Linked DNA regions of Mus musculus: region 1 is linked to region 2. The links are chromatin contacts, called in public HiChIP or PLAC-seq maps. All regions are on one chromosome and are shown on one strand. Each heading gives the region's core, a stretch centred on a gene start, on an enhancer-like site or on the middle of the called end of the contact. The rest is flanking DNA. Distances are from core to core; before and after follow the strand shown. Region 1 overlaps Gm33169 (a long non-coding RNA gene). Region 2 has its middle 21 kb from the start of Gm46832.

Region 1 (6,708 bases), core at 1,623-4,122, 650 kb before region 2:
GGCTCCTGTCATAGGAGCCAATCTAATAGGCATCCTTAAATAAATTCACATGCATTATGTTCCCAGCCTGATACCCATCCAGAGAGGGCTGAGATCGAGTGAGGTGGAGTCAGTAATGCACAGGGAAGATGTAGCACACATGGAGTTGTCAGTGTGAGATGCGAGTGTGATGACCCTCCCTTTTACACAGTGCTACCCAACTCACTGGGGAAAGGGTTGAAGCGCCCTCACCTCCATATGGTTTACATCTGAAACGGAAGGAGGACACTGAAGATGCTGATGTCACTGAGTAGGGAGGAGGTGAAAGGAGAGGAAAGAGGACTCAGAACATGTTTTGTGTATGGATATGTGATCTGGAAGATGGGCTGTCAAGTCATACCCATGCCCCTATATCAATTCTAGTACATTCCACCTAGGAGAGTTGGGTTGTTTTGTGAGACCCCGACTTAGAGTGTTTCTACCTGGAAGGTAAGGCCCCTGGATGTTCCCCAAGCTTGTTTTCCCTGATCTCTAAAAATGCAGGCAGAAAGAAGCTCTTTGTTCTCTATAGCCAGCAAAAAGCCTTTTTGTTTCTGTGCCTTACAGCCAGAGATGCGATAATTGTAGGAAGACCTACAAGGACATGGAGATAGAGGAGGCTGCAGCTCACTCCCCCCGCCCCTCGCCAGAAAGGAGCTGTAGCCAACTCTCCTCCCAACTCCTCCCAATTCCTCAGCCAGCTGTTAAAAGCCCCCTACTGTCACCACTCAGGGTCAAACTCCCCTGCCCTGGATGGCAGAGGGACTTTTGTCCTCAGCTAGCTGATAATAAAACCTCTTGCAGTTTGCATCAGGTGTGGTTTTCTCTCGGGACATTGGGGCGTTGGCCAGCTCATCCCGGGACTTGAGGGGAGGCCCAGCTTCAGGGGTCTTACAGTTTCTTGTTTGTTAGTTTAATCATTTTGGAGAAGGGGAAATCACACGTTAACAATCCATGATGCCAACTTCCTGTGGAGCTAAGCTCAGCAAAGAGAGACAAGTTCAACTTCCTTTTACCAGTATGAATGAAGAGGTACTTGGCTGGGCCACCATGTACCTCTTTTTGTCCACTTACGGGTCCATCGTACTGTTCTCCTGTGAAGACAGGAGTATGTCAATGAAAGAATGTTTGAAGCTCACTTAACTGTCTCTCACCCAGTAAGGTCCATTACAGAGCACTATCCAGCCATCCAGATAGTCGCCTTCACCTCCTTCCCCAAAGGCACTCACTTCCTGGTTTCCAGAAAGCCGTGTAGTAAAATGGTTGCTGTGCAGGTTTCCATCTGAGGTGGCGGGTGTCAGCTGGATGGGCTGCCTGCCTTTGATGGGGTTCCCTTTCACACACACTGGCAGTTTCCTGTACTCTCCAGTAACTGTTGCTGTTGTCCACAGATCTTACAGAGCAGTCAGTGACTGCTGCCCACTCCCTGTCATCTGCGTCTTGCTTTGTTCCATGTATGTCCTCACGGTGACTCTTCCTGGTCCCTCCAGATCTGGAGAGAATTCTTTTTTTTTTTTTTAAGATTTATTTATTTATTATATGTAAGTACACTGTAGCTGTCTTCAGAAGCACCAGAAGAGGGCATCAGATCTCATTATGGATGGTTGTGAGCCACCATGTGGTTGCTGGGATTTGAACTCAGGACCTTCAGAAGAGCAGTCAGCGCTTTTACCCCCTGAGCCATCTCTCCAGCCCAGGAGAGAATTCTTAATGTGCCATCACCTATATGTGCCTGAATTTAGGAGGAGACAGGCTCTCCATGAGAATCTGCACAATGAGCCTGGCTTGGACAAAGGTGATTCAGGTTCAGTAATTAATGGATGCTTCATCGCTTACAGAAAATCATCTGTGTATTCGAGGTACCCCCAAGTGGTGAAGCGGGCTTCAAACATTCTTCCACTGACATACTCCTCTCTTTGCAGGAGAACAATATGGTCCACCCATAAGTGGACAAGACTGGAATCAAGGCTGTTTATGAAAATATTGTTTAAAAAAAAAAAGAGGCTTCGTGACAGATATGTAGGTAAAGAAAAGGAAAGCCCAAGAACTTAATGGGGGATACTTTTAATGTTGGAAGAGCATGTAGGGAAACATGATGCTGATCCTTAAAGGACCAACACTCCCGTAACAGGAGTTAGTGAGAGCAAGGCACAAGAAAGCTGTTTGAACCAGGCAGTGGTGGCGCACGCCTTTAACCCCCCAAACTCAGGAGACAGAGGCAGGTGAATCTCTGCGAGTTTGAGGCCAGCCTGGTCTACAAAGCAAGTTCCAGGACAGCCAGGGCTACACAGAGAAACCTTGTCTGGAAAGAAAGAAGGAAAGAAAGAAAGAAAGAAAGAAAGAAAGAAAGAAAGAAAGAAAGAAAGAAAGAAAGAAAGAAAGTAAGTTAGTTGTTTGATTGATCGTAGGTTTATGTGACTCACAAGCCTTCAGGTTGAAGACCTGAAAAACCAAGATAAGGTTCACAATTTATGCTTCAGTTCTATAAAGACACTCAGGTAGAAGTGTGATTGAATAAGATGGAGCTGGGAGAGCCAGCAGAGCCTGTCTGTTCAGATTCTCCCAGAATTCTGTGGAGCACACCTTCCTTCCAGGCACAGGGCAGGATCCTTTCTGGAATGGTTTTAGCAGGATAGGTTAGGTCATTTTGCAAGGAGCAGTGGTTAGTCAGAAAGTCAGGAAAGGCAGGATCATGTTTTGGGGGGTTATGTCTGGTTTTAGAGAAAAGGGTTCTGGTTGCTATCTTCACATTGCAGGAGAGGAAGTCTAGCTTGTGTGGCTTGTGCAGAGGGAGTGGTCAGAGAGGGGCTGGGAGAGCTCTGTGGGCACCCTTGTTGCCTAGGACTTCCCCACAGACACCCCAACCTAAGCATTTGCATATTTTTCAGGCATTTAAGTAAAGGGTGGAGGAGACACTTAGGAACAGACAGTTGAAAGAAGAGAGAAAAAAAGTTCCAGACAATGGCAAAATTACTAAATGTATCCCAGATTCAAAATGGAGAACAGGCAAAAAAAACATGTCATTTAGGAATCCTTGGGTGTCTGTTGTCTTAAAAGTCTTTGAGGGATTCAAGTAGACAGCAGGCTCCCAATCAACTCATCTCCACAAGCAGACTGATATTCAAAGAGGAGTGGAGCAGAAGTCTTTGTTAATCATAATAAAGAATTTGCTGCATTCAAATGAAATACCAGCAAAGTGGAAGCAAGCCAGGGCAACACCAGTTTCCCAGGCGGGAATAAAGGCAGCACTGAGAAATTATAGAGCCTTCATCTCAATGTCTGTAATTTGCAAAATAATGGAAACAATAGCAGGGTAAGTTTGCCAAATACATTTACAAATGAGTATCATTCCCGTTAATCAAGCTAGAGATAACGAGCAAGGCTGCTGGGGAGTAGGGGAGGGGTCACAGCCCTCCCTCCCCCTTGATAGAGCCTGTGACACAGTGAATACATTAGATACATTAGATAAGCTTGACTTTAGCGTCCAGATGAATTTTCATCCAAGTGTGATGGTTAATACCCACCAACAACTTCACCGGATATGTAATTACATAGGAGACATACCCAGAGGCTGTGTTAATGAGAGTGTGAAAAGTTTAAAAGATCTGAAAAGATCCACCCTGGATATCTGTGCTCTATCCTGTGAGATCCTGAATGGAATACAAAGGTTTAAACCCAACAGCCCAGTGAGTGGTGCTATTCACATCCTCCTGGACTGTGGACTGGGTGGCCAGTCTCCTCCTGCTCCTTTGCCATGTTTTCCCCACCATGACAATCTGTATACCTCAAACCCGGAGCCCAAGTCAACCCTTCCTTCTTTAAGTCTCTCTTGCCTAGTGTTTGTCACAGCGGTGACAGAAACAACTGATTCACAATGGTCCCTAGTGCACCTGTTACAGACAAGGCTAAAACTGCAAGGAAAGAGCCAAATAGCCTCTGATAAATGAAGCCTCCCATGAATGCTGTCTGTCTGTCTGTCTCTCTGTGTGTCTTTCTCTGTGTCTCTGTCTGTCTGTCTCTCTTAAAGCCCAAATGAGACATAAAATTAGAAGGGCGGTTAAGCCATAAACTTCCTAGAACTTGGGTGACTGTCCTCGCAGGGGTCGCCTGGCCTGACAGGCTCTCCTTCCAAGTCCAGCAGCACCTCAGCAGCTTCCGGGATGCCCCTTCCGGCGCTCTTCCCACTCTTGTCTGGTGAGATGCAGCTGCAGAGCGGGCAGGGCATGCTGTCCCTTCCGGGACTCCCACAAACATGATTTTTCCACACTTACTTCTTGTATTGCATTTGATTTATGTAACTTGAATACTTCATTCATAGAGGAAAACTTTGAACTTTTAGAAATGATGTCATTTGGGGTAAGGTATAGCAGACCTGGGCCTAGGAGCTGCAGCCAGAGAAAGATCTTTGATCTTCCTGGATGCTAGGCACCACCAGCTCCTAGGCTCGTCTGTAGCGTCCGAGTGGTTCCAATGCCCTCCACTAGTTCCTTTTGCAAGGCCAGTTCCACCACTGTCCACGTAGATTTAAGAGCCAGCAGCTCCTCGTCCCTGGTTTTCTCCTTTCTTGATTCTTCAACCCGGAAATGCCAGTAATCCAGGCCAATGGGCTTAAACTCCCTAAATTTTACAAAATCCCCCTTTTCATCCATTGCCATTCGCACAGCTCAAGGCGGACATGTGTTCCTCCTTCCGTTGGTCAGGATCCCCAGGCCTGCGCTGGAATCCATCCACTTCTGTCTCTGTGGAGACCTCACATCAGTCTCAGTCAGTCAGCCCTTGAACCCAGTGCTGCTTCTAGCTCCCCCCCCCGACCCCCCCACCCCCCACCCCCACCCCGCTCCCCATGGCTTCAGACTTGACCTTCTGAATGGAACCATCCTGCCAGGCCAATTCCTCATGCTGAGCCCTTAAACCTCTCTCCCATTCCAATAGTACAGAAGATAAAATCTTCCTAAACGCTTCTAATAATTCCCTCATTTCTAAATCATTACCTCATTCTTCTCAAACCCTGGGACAAATGAGTGAGGTGCCTCCTTCACATATCAGATCATACTTGACCTCCAGGTTCTCCCAGCATCCCTCAGTCCCATTACAGGGTATGGATGGCATATCGTCTCCTACCCTAAACTTCTCCAGCCTAGAGGCTGGGCTGCCCTTCCCTGTATAGTCCAGCCATTTTAGATACCCATCCTCTTTTGGGCCTCTTGGCTGCTGCACCTGGTCCACCCCACCTTCTCCTCAGAAGGCTCAGGGTCCAGCACAACCCATGGTAAGACTGTTACAGAAAGGAACAGAATACCAGAGTGCAGACTTTAGGTTAACCCCATTCTGCTCCCAACACCTGCTGCGACTCATCTCTTGATTATGGTTCTCCCTGGAGATTCTTTTCAGGTTCATGAACATGTTCTGCCCCAGGCAGGCTGTTGTTCCTTTATATTGCCAGATAGGAGTGAGGCTCAGGTGCTCAGAACACTGTACAAGCAGACTTGTAGCCAAGATAAGAGAGGACATATGGTGGTTTGAATAGGAATGGCCCCCATAGGAATGCTTGGCTATAGGGAATGGAACTATTAGGAAGTGTGGCCTTGTTGGAATAGGCATGGCATTGCTGGAGGAAGTGTGTCACTGCGGGTGGGCTTTGAAGGTCAAGCAAAGACTAATGTCTCAGTCTCCTTCTGCTGCCTGCAGATCAAGATGTAGAACTCTCAGCAACCTCTCCAGCACCATGGCTGCCTGCATGCTGTCATGCTTCCCGCCACAATGATAATGGATTAAGCCTCTAAAACTCTAAGTTAGCTCCAATGAAATGTTTTCCTTTATAAGAGTTGCCTTGGTCATGGTGTCTCTTCACAGCAATAAAACCCTCACACGGAACTTGGTACCAGAGACTCAAGTATTGCCGTGATAGGCCTGACCATGCTTCTGTTTGGAGAAATGTGGATTATGGGATGTTGGAATAGAAAAACAGTTGAATGCTTTAAATGGGGCTTAACGGGCCATTCTAGCAAGAACATAGGAGACATTGGTGCTGAGGGTGATTTGAACTGTAGGGACCTGGTTCAAGTGGCTTCAGAAGAGAAGCATTTTAGTACATGACCTAGAGACTGTTCCTGTGGTATTTTGGTGAAGAATGAGGCTGCTTTTTACCCTTGTCCACAAAGGTTTGTTTGTTTGTTTGTTTTGGTTTTTTGTTTGTTTTGTTTGTTTTGTTTTGAGGCTAAAGCTTTGGTTTTAGATGAATTCCCATGACAGAAGAAATCTCGAAACCACCCAGTACAGACTTTGTTGTGTGGTTGTCAGTGGTCACTCTTATCCAGAGCAAACTGACCAAGGAAAATACAACAAGCATAATTCGAGGAGAAGGGGGCACCACGAAGTGGAAGGGAGCCAAGTCCTGTGTTCAAGGAGAGAAAGAGACTAAAGAAAAACTGGGTGTTAAATGGAGTAAAGGGAGTGGGAGTAAAGGAGTAAAGATCTTGGGGCAAGACCCCACCCAGCTGCCTTTCCACCTGGCGGAAGGAATTAAAGAAAAGTTTAGGGCCAGGTGTGGTGGTGCTCTCCTTAATCCCAGCACTCTGGAAGGAAACAGAAAGGTGGTGAGGATGTAACTGAACGAGGGGACAAAGTTCCAGCTCCATCAAGCAGCAAAACTAGGCATTAGAGTCAAGGATAGAAGAGGTTACGGAATCT
Region 2 (7,053 bases), core at 531-3,030:
CTGAGTGTGCACCTTGCTCTGGGTTCTCAGCGAATGCTCTCAGTCTGGAAATTCTGTCCCATCTCTCTTCCTTAAATTCCTTTTGGACGGTTGGCCTCTTGGATCAGTCTTGTAATTTTCTTCTCTATTTTTCAGTTCTATCTTCTGCCTCACCTTTTGGAAATTTACTTTGTATAGTAGGTTGAATCATATGCCACTTTATAACTATGACAATCAGTGCTCTGCTATGTACAGAACAAGGCCCTCGGAGGGCTGCGTGCTTCCTGGAGACTCTTGAGAAATCCCAGTGCTTTGCTTGTTAAGGTCATTGGCAGAGGTTGATTTCTGATGGATGTCAGTCAGGAACTCTTCTAGCTTCTAGCTCATCTCTACAGTCCTTGGCTCATGGCTGTCTTCATCCATCTTGAAATAATAACAGAGGGTCAACTTCCTCTCATGTTTTCTACACTCTGTGTTTCTTTGTGGCATGTCTCAGCTTCTAGTCAGAGGGGACTCCTTTGTTTTGTTTTGTTTTTTGTTGTTGTTGTTGTTTTTAATTTGCTTTTTGCCTAGAGCTGGGACTCCTGGCATGTACCACTATGCCTGGCTCTTTAGATTGGGCCTACGAAATAATTTAGGCAAAATTCCTTAGCTTAGTTTCCCTGTTTCAGCATCTCTGGCTTTACCTTATAAAGTTGTTTTTCCTGTCACAGGGTCTGAAGATTAGGACACACACACACACACACACACACACATGCACTCAACATATTTATATGCAACACATATATGCAATATATACATTTGTTTTTATTTATTTATTTACTTTTGAGGCAGAGTCTCTCTATGTAGCTCTGGAGCTCTGGCTGTCCTGGAACTCACTTTGTAGACAAGGCTGGCCACTGCTTCTTTAGTGATAGGATTAAGGTGTACAGCGCTGCTGCCTGGCAGGATTCACATATTTTTGTGCATCTTTGCTGTGCAAGGGGACACACACACACTGAGTTATGCACCAACCAAAGAATGTTTTTCATCTTGAATGTAACAGTGACAACTTCAAAAGTCCATTTTTTTCCTTCAATATGTATAGTTGTTTTCCCTTGTGAATTATTATTTTTCTAATTGTTACTTTTGTCTGTGTGCCTCCCACATCTCTCTTCCTTACCGCCTTTTTGGGGAAGAAGGGACTGCCCACTTCCTGTTAGCCCTTCAGCTCATCCTTTTGCTTTTTCCCCATTCTCGAGACAGAGCCTCAGATAGCCTAGGCTGGCCTGGATAATCTTGACCTTGTGATTCTCCCGCTCCTATCCTGATCCCTTGAGTATTTAAGGTGTGCACTACACGCCTGGGTTTATCCTTGTTTTTTGTTTGTTTTCTTTTCTTTTTTGAACTCTCTTTTGTACCACCAACTCCTGATGCTTGTTTGTGAATGTGCATGGCCTCCTCCCCTGCCCGCTTCCCAGTGCTCAGCCCTGGGAGATCAATTAGCATCACTTAACTTTGTGTACTCTTTGTCCTTGTGGACTTGTCACCTGACTGTAACTTTAGTAGCCTTGGGGAGGAGTAAGCATGGATATAAGTTGGGAAGAGAACTTAAAACCAGTGAACTCTCCAAAGAATGGATTTTATGGTATATAAATTTTATGTCAGTAGAGTACATTTTAAATACTTTTGGTATGTGGTGGTTTTATCGTAAAGCATGACCACAGATTTTAGAGATGAGGAGATTGAACCAGAGACATTTCAGTGAGAGGCCCAGGATAGTGATGGCCAGTGCTGATTCAGCTACATAGTAACAGTATTGTAGCGTTGCCTTTGAGCGAGCAGTGGCCATGCTGGGTATTCAGCACTGCTCCTGTTCTTGTGGTCCTAGCCTAGCCTATTTGCAGGCAACTGGAACTTATACTTAGGAAAGCTGAGCTTGCCGGGTGTGTGTGTGTGTGTGTGTATGTGTGTGTGTGGTGGTGGTGGTGGCGCATGCCTTTAATCCCAGCACTCGGGAATCAGAAGCAGGCAGATTTCTGAGTTCAAGGCCAGCCTGGTCTACAGAGTGAGTTCCAGGACAGCCAGGGCTATAAAGAGAAACCCTGTCTTGAAAAAAACAAAAACAAAACAAAAGCAAAACCAAAAAACCAATATTATCAATGATTCTAAGATAGTGATGATATTTATGCTCTGGGTTGTCTTCAGGATAGATGGGAAAAATGAGACCCCTTGACAGCAGCAACAGCAGATGCTCAGGAGAAAGGGGGCTGCGCTGCTTCTGTGTTTTCTTCCTTCCCAGCCCTCATAACGTAGCTTGATAAATGCCCAGAATGCAGAGTGGCTTAAAAACATACAAGGGGAGTTAAGTGGTCTATAGCTTTTATCAACATAGCCCAGATCAATGCGGTGAGAGCATTTCCCGTTCCTCCTTAGGGATTGCACGTCAAACCTCCATTACTGTTAAGTACTCTTCCCAGGCAATACCTGTTTCTGTACATTTCTAACTTCTTCATTTCATCTCCACCGTCTTTTATACACCTGTGAGGATATAAGAGATAGCTATAATATTGCCTTAAGCAATCCAGTGTTAATACACGACACTAAATTGATCTCTTTCCAAAGTCAGTCTTGACTTCTTGGGCCTCTTAGCCCTTTAGCGCCTTGAATTTTCACGTCCATGCAGGGAAGGCTGGTCTTCTGGATTATGATGACTTCCAGACTGTGCTTTGAGCTGCCTCTTGATTAGCCAGCAAGTCAGAACTGCCCTGGGGTCAGCACACTTAGCAAATAAAAATATTTAGGATGCCTAAGAATTTTGGGTGAATAATGAAAACAAAATTCAGTAAAATATATTGCAATATTATGGGGGAATAAGCTAGTAGTAAAACAAACAAACACACTTGTTATGTATTTGAAATTTAAATTGAAGTAGGTGTCCTGTATTTTATCTGGCAACTCTAGGTCTCCTGAAAGACCACAGCCCGGGCTCCTAGCTTTAGAAAACAACTGCAGTGTGTGTGGGGAAGGAGGCCTCACTATCAAACAGATGCCTCTGTTCACACTGTACCCTTTCTCTAGACCCATGAGCCTCTGCAGGCATGCATTATGAAAGCTCCTGCTTTGGCAGGCTTCCATACATTGTCAGGGCTTTTGGCCTCTTTCCCAGGATAAACTTTTCGATGGCTACTCTTGGTTGGAAGTGTGGTCAAGGAGTAGCTGATGCTCTAATGCAGAGTCAAGGAGAGAAGCAGAGAAAGCCAGCATCTGCGTTACTACCTGTTTCCCCGTCCATACCCCAGACTCAGGGCTGCCACTTCAGGAAGCTTCCAATGTCTTCTACTTGGTGTGATTTTTGCTGGCTGTCAGTTTAGGGAGGTATGCATGATAGGGCAGAATACCACATTCCCCCTTCCTCCCTCCCTCCCTTCCCTTCTCCCTCCCTCCCTCCCTCCCTTCCTTCCCCCATTATTTATTTGTTTAGTGACTGGGCCAGAGAACAAACCTAGTGTCTTCTGCAGGCTAAAATTGCCATACCATACATCTATACCTTCTTTCCTCTTCTCTTCAATACTTGTGCTTGCTTCAGTTAATGTTTTGGGAAACTAATCTACTGTTTCTTATAAATTCATTAATGGTTCAGCTTATAGAAGTACCCACCTGGATGCTGTGGTTTCCTGTCTGTAGTCCTGGCTACTTGTGTGGCTGCTAACAGAAGATTATGAGGCCAGCCTAATGTCTTAGGGTTTTCATTGCTGTGAGGAGACACCATGACTGAGAACTCCTATAAAGACGACATTTAACTGGGGTTGGCTTATGGGGTCAGAGGTTCAGTTCATTATCATCAAGGCAGGAACATGGCAATGTTCAGGCATGGTGTAGGAGGAGCCGAGAGTTCTACATTTTCATCTGAAGGCTGATAGGAAAAGACTGGCTCCCACATGGTTTAGGAGAGGGTCTCTCAAAGCCCACCCCCATAGTGATATGCTTCCTCCAACAAGGCCACACCTCCTAACAGTGCCACTCCTGGGCCAAGCATATTCAAACCACCACACCTAGGCCTCATATTTATAAATCCCAGGGCTTCATGTACACTAGGCAAGCACTCTACCAATTAAGTTACATCTCTAACTCCTTGTCTCCTTGAGACAGGGTCTCACATCTAACTATCTATCCCAATGTGAGCAGACCACCTGATCTTCCTGCCTCTATCTTGCAAGCACTGTGACTGCAGCTGTGTACCACCACACCAGGTTTACAGAATCGACCGTAAAATACCCCTGTGTCAGGGCTGCACCTCAGCCATGTAACAGGGGCTCAAATATTAATCACTCTACAAAGCTGGCATTAATTTTTCTCCAGTAAAAGGCAGCACTCCCAACCAGATCCTTTCTGCTTTTTTGTCCATGTCAACCATTCTTGACCTTTCCTCCTCATATTTGCACCATGTCCACTGCTCCGGTCAGTGCAAAGGCAAAGGGAAACTAACGGCCTTTCTCCCCCACCTCTTCCTCTTTCTCCTTCCCTCCCTCTCTCCTCCTCCCTCCCCTCACTGGTAGCCTAGGCTGGCTCCAAACTTGGGCTCCCCTTCTTCTGCTTCCTTAAATAGTTTCTTTGAGGCCCAGCCAGCAAACTTTGCTCCTGCCTGGGGAGCTATGGGGATCTGCCCCAGCAGTGTTTCAATTGTGCAACACGGGTTCCTGAACAGGAAGGAAAATGAGAAAAGTTACACATGTAAACAAGTATGTAAACTCTTCAAGGGATAAGGGATAAGGGGTGTTTTCTTTATTTGAGACAGGGTCTTGCATCTTGTTACATAGTCCATACTGGTCTCAGATGTACCATCTTTGCACATGCTAGGCCTACACATTTACTACTTAGTTGCATCCCCCCAGACATACGAAATTCAAGTTCTTTTTTATATTACAGAGTTTCCTTCTAAGCCAAATTTACTTTCTTCTTCTTTTTTTCTTTTTGAGTATAATTTTTTCCAATTTTTTATTAGGTATTTTCTTCATTTACATTTCAAATGCTATCCCGAAAGTGCCCTATTCCCCCCCCCCCCACCCCACTCCCACTTCTTGGCCCTGGTGTTCCCCTGTACTGGGGCATATGAGGTTTGCAAGACCAAGGGGCCTCTCTTCCCAATGATGACCTACTAGGCCGTCTTCTGCTACATATGCAGCTAGAAATACGAGCTCCGGGGGTACTGGTTAGTTAATATTGTTGTTCCACCTATAGGGTTGCAGACCCCCGTCAGCTCCTTGGGTATCAAATTTACTTTCGTATTGAACACACACACACACACACACACACACACATCTACATATATAGAAAGAGAGTGTTACCACTTCTACACATAAACATCACTTCAAGAGGAGTAAGAGTTTATTCTGAGCCAAATATGATTAGCCATGACTCAAAAACACGGATTTAAGCCACCCTAATGACTTGTTCCTCTTAACAAACAGCGTTTTCCGCTCAAGCAGGTGCACAGGGGGCGGAGAAAGGGGCAGTCGCTAGACCAGAATCCTGGGAGGAAACTTTCCCAGTCACAAACTTGGGGTTGAAGAGCAAACGCCACCCGTAGCTGCTTGTGCAGCCTCGGGGTCCTCTTCCCTGCCATCTCCCCCCACCCCACTCCCGTCTTTGCTTTCATTCCGCGCCAGTGCAAAGCGCCGCCGCCCGAGCCGACGTGGCGGAGCGCACAGGTCGCGGTCAGGTGGTCGGTGACGCCCGGGACCGGCTCCCGGGAGGGCGGCGCCGACGCCCGGGGTGGGGACTGCGCGGGCGGCCGCGGGCGGAGCGCGGAGAGGCGCGGAGGAGCGCGGCAGGCCGAGCGCCGGGAGCGAGGTGGCTCAGACATGGACCGCGGCGAGCAAGGTAGGTGGTGACTGGCTCCTGGTGGCCGTGCGGAGCCTCGGAGCCGCGTCTGGGTCATCCCGACCCGGTCCGGTTCGGTGGCCGAGCCCCCGGAGCCTCTTACGAGCGCGGAGAGGGAGGAGGGGCCGCGCCGTGGGAGCCGGAGTGTGAGCGAGTGTGTTCAGGCGTGCCCGAGCGAGTGTGCGCGATCGCGTGCGAGGGTGCGGGGAGGAGTAGGGTGGCGAGAGGCCACAGAGGTGTTAGGATGCGCGCAGCGAGGGCCACCCCGGCAGCGCGCTGGCCTCGGGGGTCACCGGCAGATCCTGGAAGTGATGGCGTTCAGATGGGACCATGGCTTGTGAAGACTTCCTGCTCGCCAGTTGGAATTGTTGGTGGCCTTTGAGCCCGTAGCCACAGTGTTTGGGTGTAGATATTTGCAGTAAGAGGAGTCCCCAAACTAATGAGTGTAGAGTGCAGCCTGTGGGTTTGGTTGGGGGAAGGGAGCTTTCACTATCTGGGTCTTAGTTTCCAGCCAGGTGAATCACACAGCAGGGAACCTTTGGTTTCCGGCACCAAGCTGTTCCTTTTACTTCCTAAGATGGCTAGTCAAGTGAAATTGCCCGGAATAGAATCTACGGAGATGTGGCCAGAAGCAGGTGATGGTTTTCAATTGAAATATTGCCTACGTGGAAGAGCTCTGCTATGAAACTGGTATGGGTGGCAGGCTTGAAAGGGTATAGAATGCTAAGGAAAATACTAAGTATTTTGGAAGTGGTTTTAGGGATCATTCCTGATGCAAGCCCCTGTAGAAATCCTTATTTTCTGCTTATTTGCTTCCGGTGTTTGCACCTGGTATGAGTATCAATAATGAGTTTTTGAAAATGTAAATAAAACCGTATTTCACAAGTACCGTGTGTATTTTACCTATGATTAATTTGTAAGGTAGATTTTTTTTAAACCTAGTAATCTCTCCTTTCTTTTTTCCCTCAAGATAATTTCACGTTCACTCTATGTGCTTATAATATAGCCTTGCTGCTACTCGTGAACCTACGCATGCTGTCTAGACTTTTGGCTTCTGGGGTCGCACTTCGAGTTGCCTCTTTGAGCCTGTGTGGTTGGCTGAGTTACTTCTTCGTAGGTCAGTGAGTAAGTTTGTATCGGAAAACCTGGGACCATTCCCTCTGACTTTCCATGTGGGCTGTGTCAGGGTATATACGTGTGTGTCTGTTTTGT

What was found. HiChIP or PLAC-seq counts read pairs in DNA pulled down with a chosen protein or histone mark.
Region 1: a contact with region 2 is called in an H3K27ac HiChIP or PLAC-seq map of embryonic stem cells, with 5 times the contacts expected there. The contact joins two enhancer-like sites. A contact is called at or near these places in 1 of 39 promoter capture datasets (cranial neural crest) and 3 of 115 datasets of contacts at active chromatin or transcription factors (embryonic stem cells, pancreatic cancer cells and pro-B cells).

Annotation. Positions count from the first base shown.
Region 1 is chr3:9,651,260-9,657,967 of GRCm38.p6, reverse strand. The region is part of intron 4 of Gm33169 (a long non-coding RNA gene); the gene reads left to right. It also overlaps the pseudogene Gm17806. Among named protein-coding and RNA genes, the nearest start is that of Gm33169, 8.5 kb to the left of the region's middle. Within about 2 kb of position 2,872, at least 40 of the 459 cell types and tissues checked have an H3K27ac peak or open chromatin away from gene starts, as enhancers often do. A contact at or near this core is called in embryonic stem cells, where this site is marked.
Region 2 is chr3:9,003,193-9,010,245 of GRCm38.p6, reverse strand. It overlaps a transcript of Tpd52 not described here. Among named protein-coding and RNA genes, the nearest start is that of Gm46832, 21 kb to the left of the region's middle. Within about 2 kb of position 1,780, at least 14 of the 459 cell types and tissues checked have an H3K27ac peak or open chromatin away from gene starts, as enhancers often do. A contact at or near this core is called in embryonic stem cells, where this site is marked.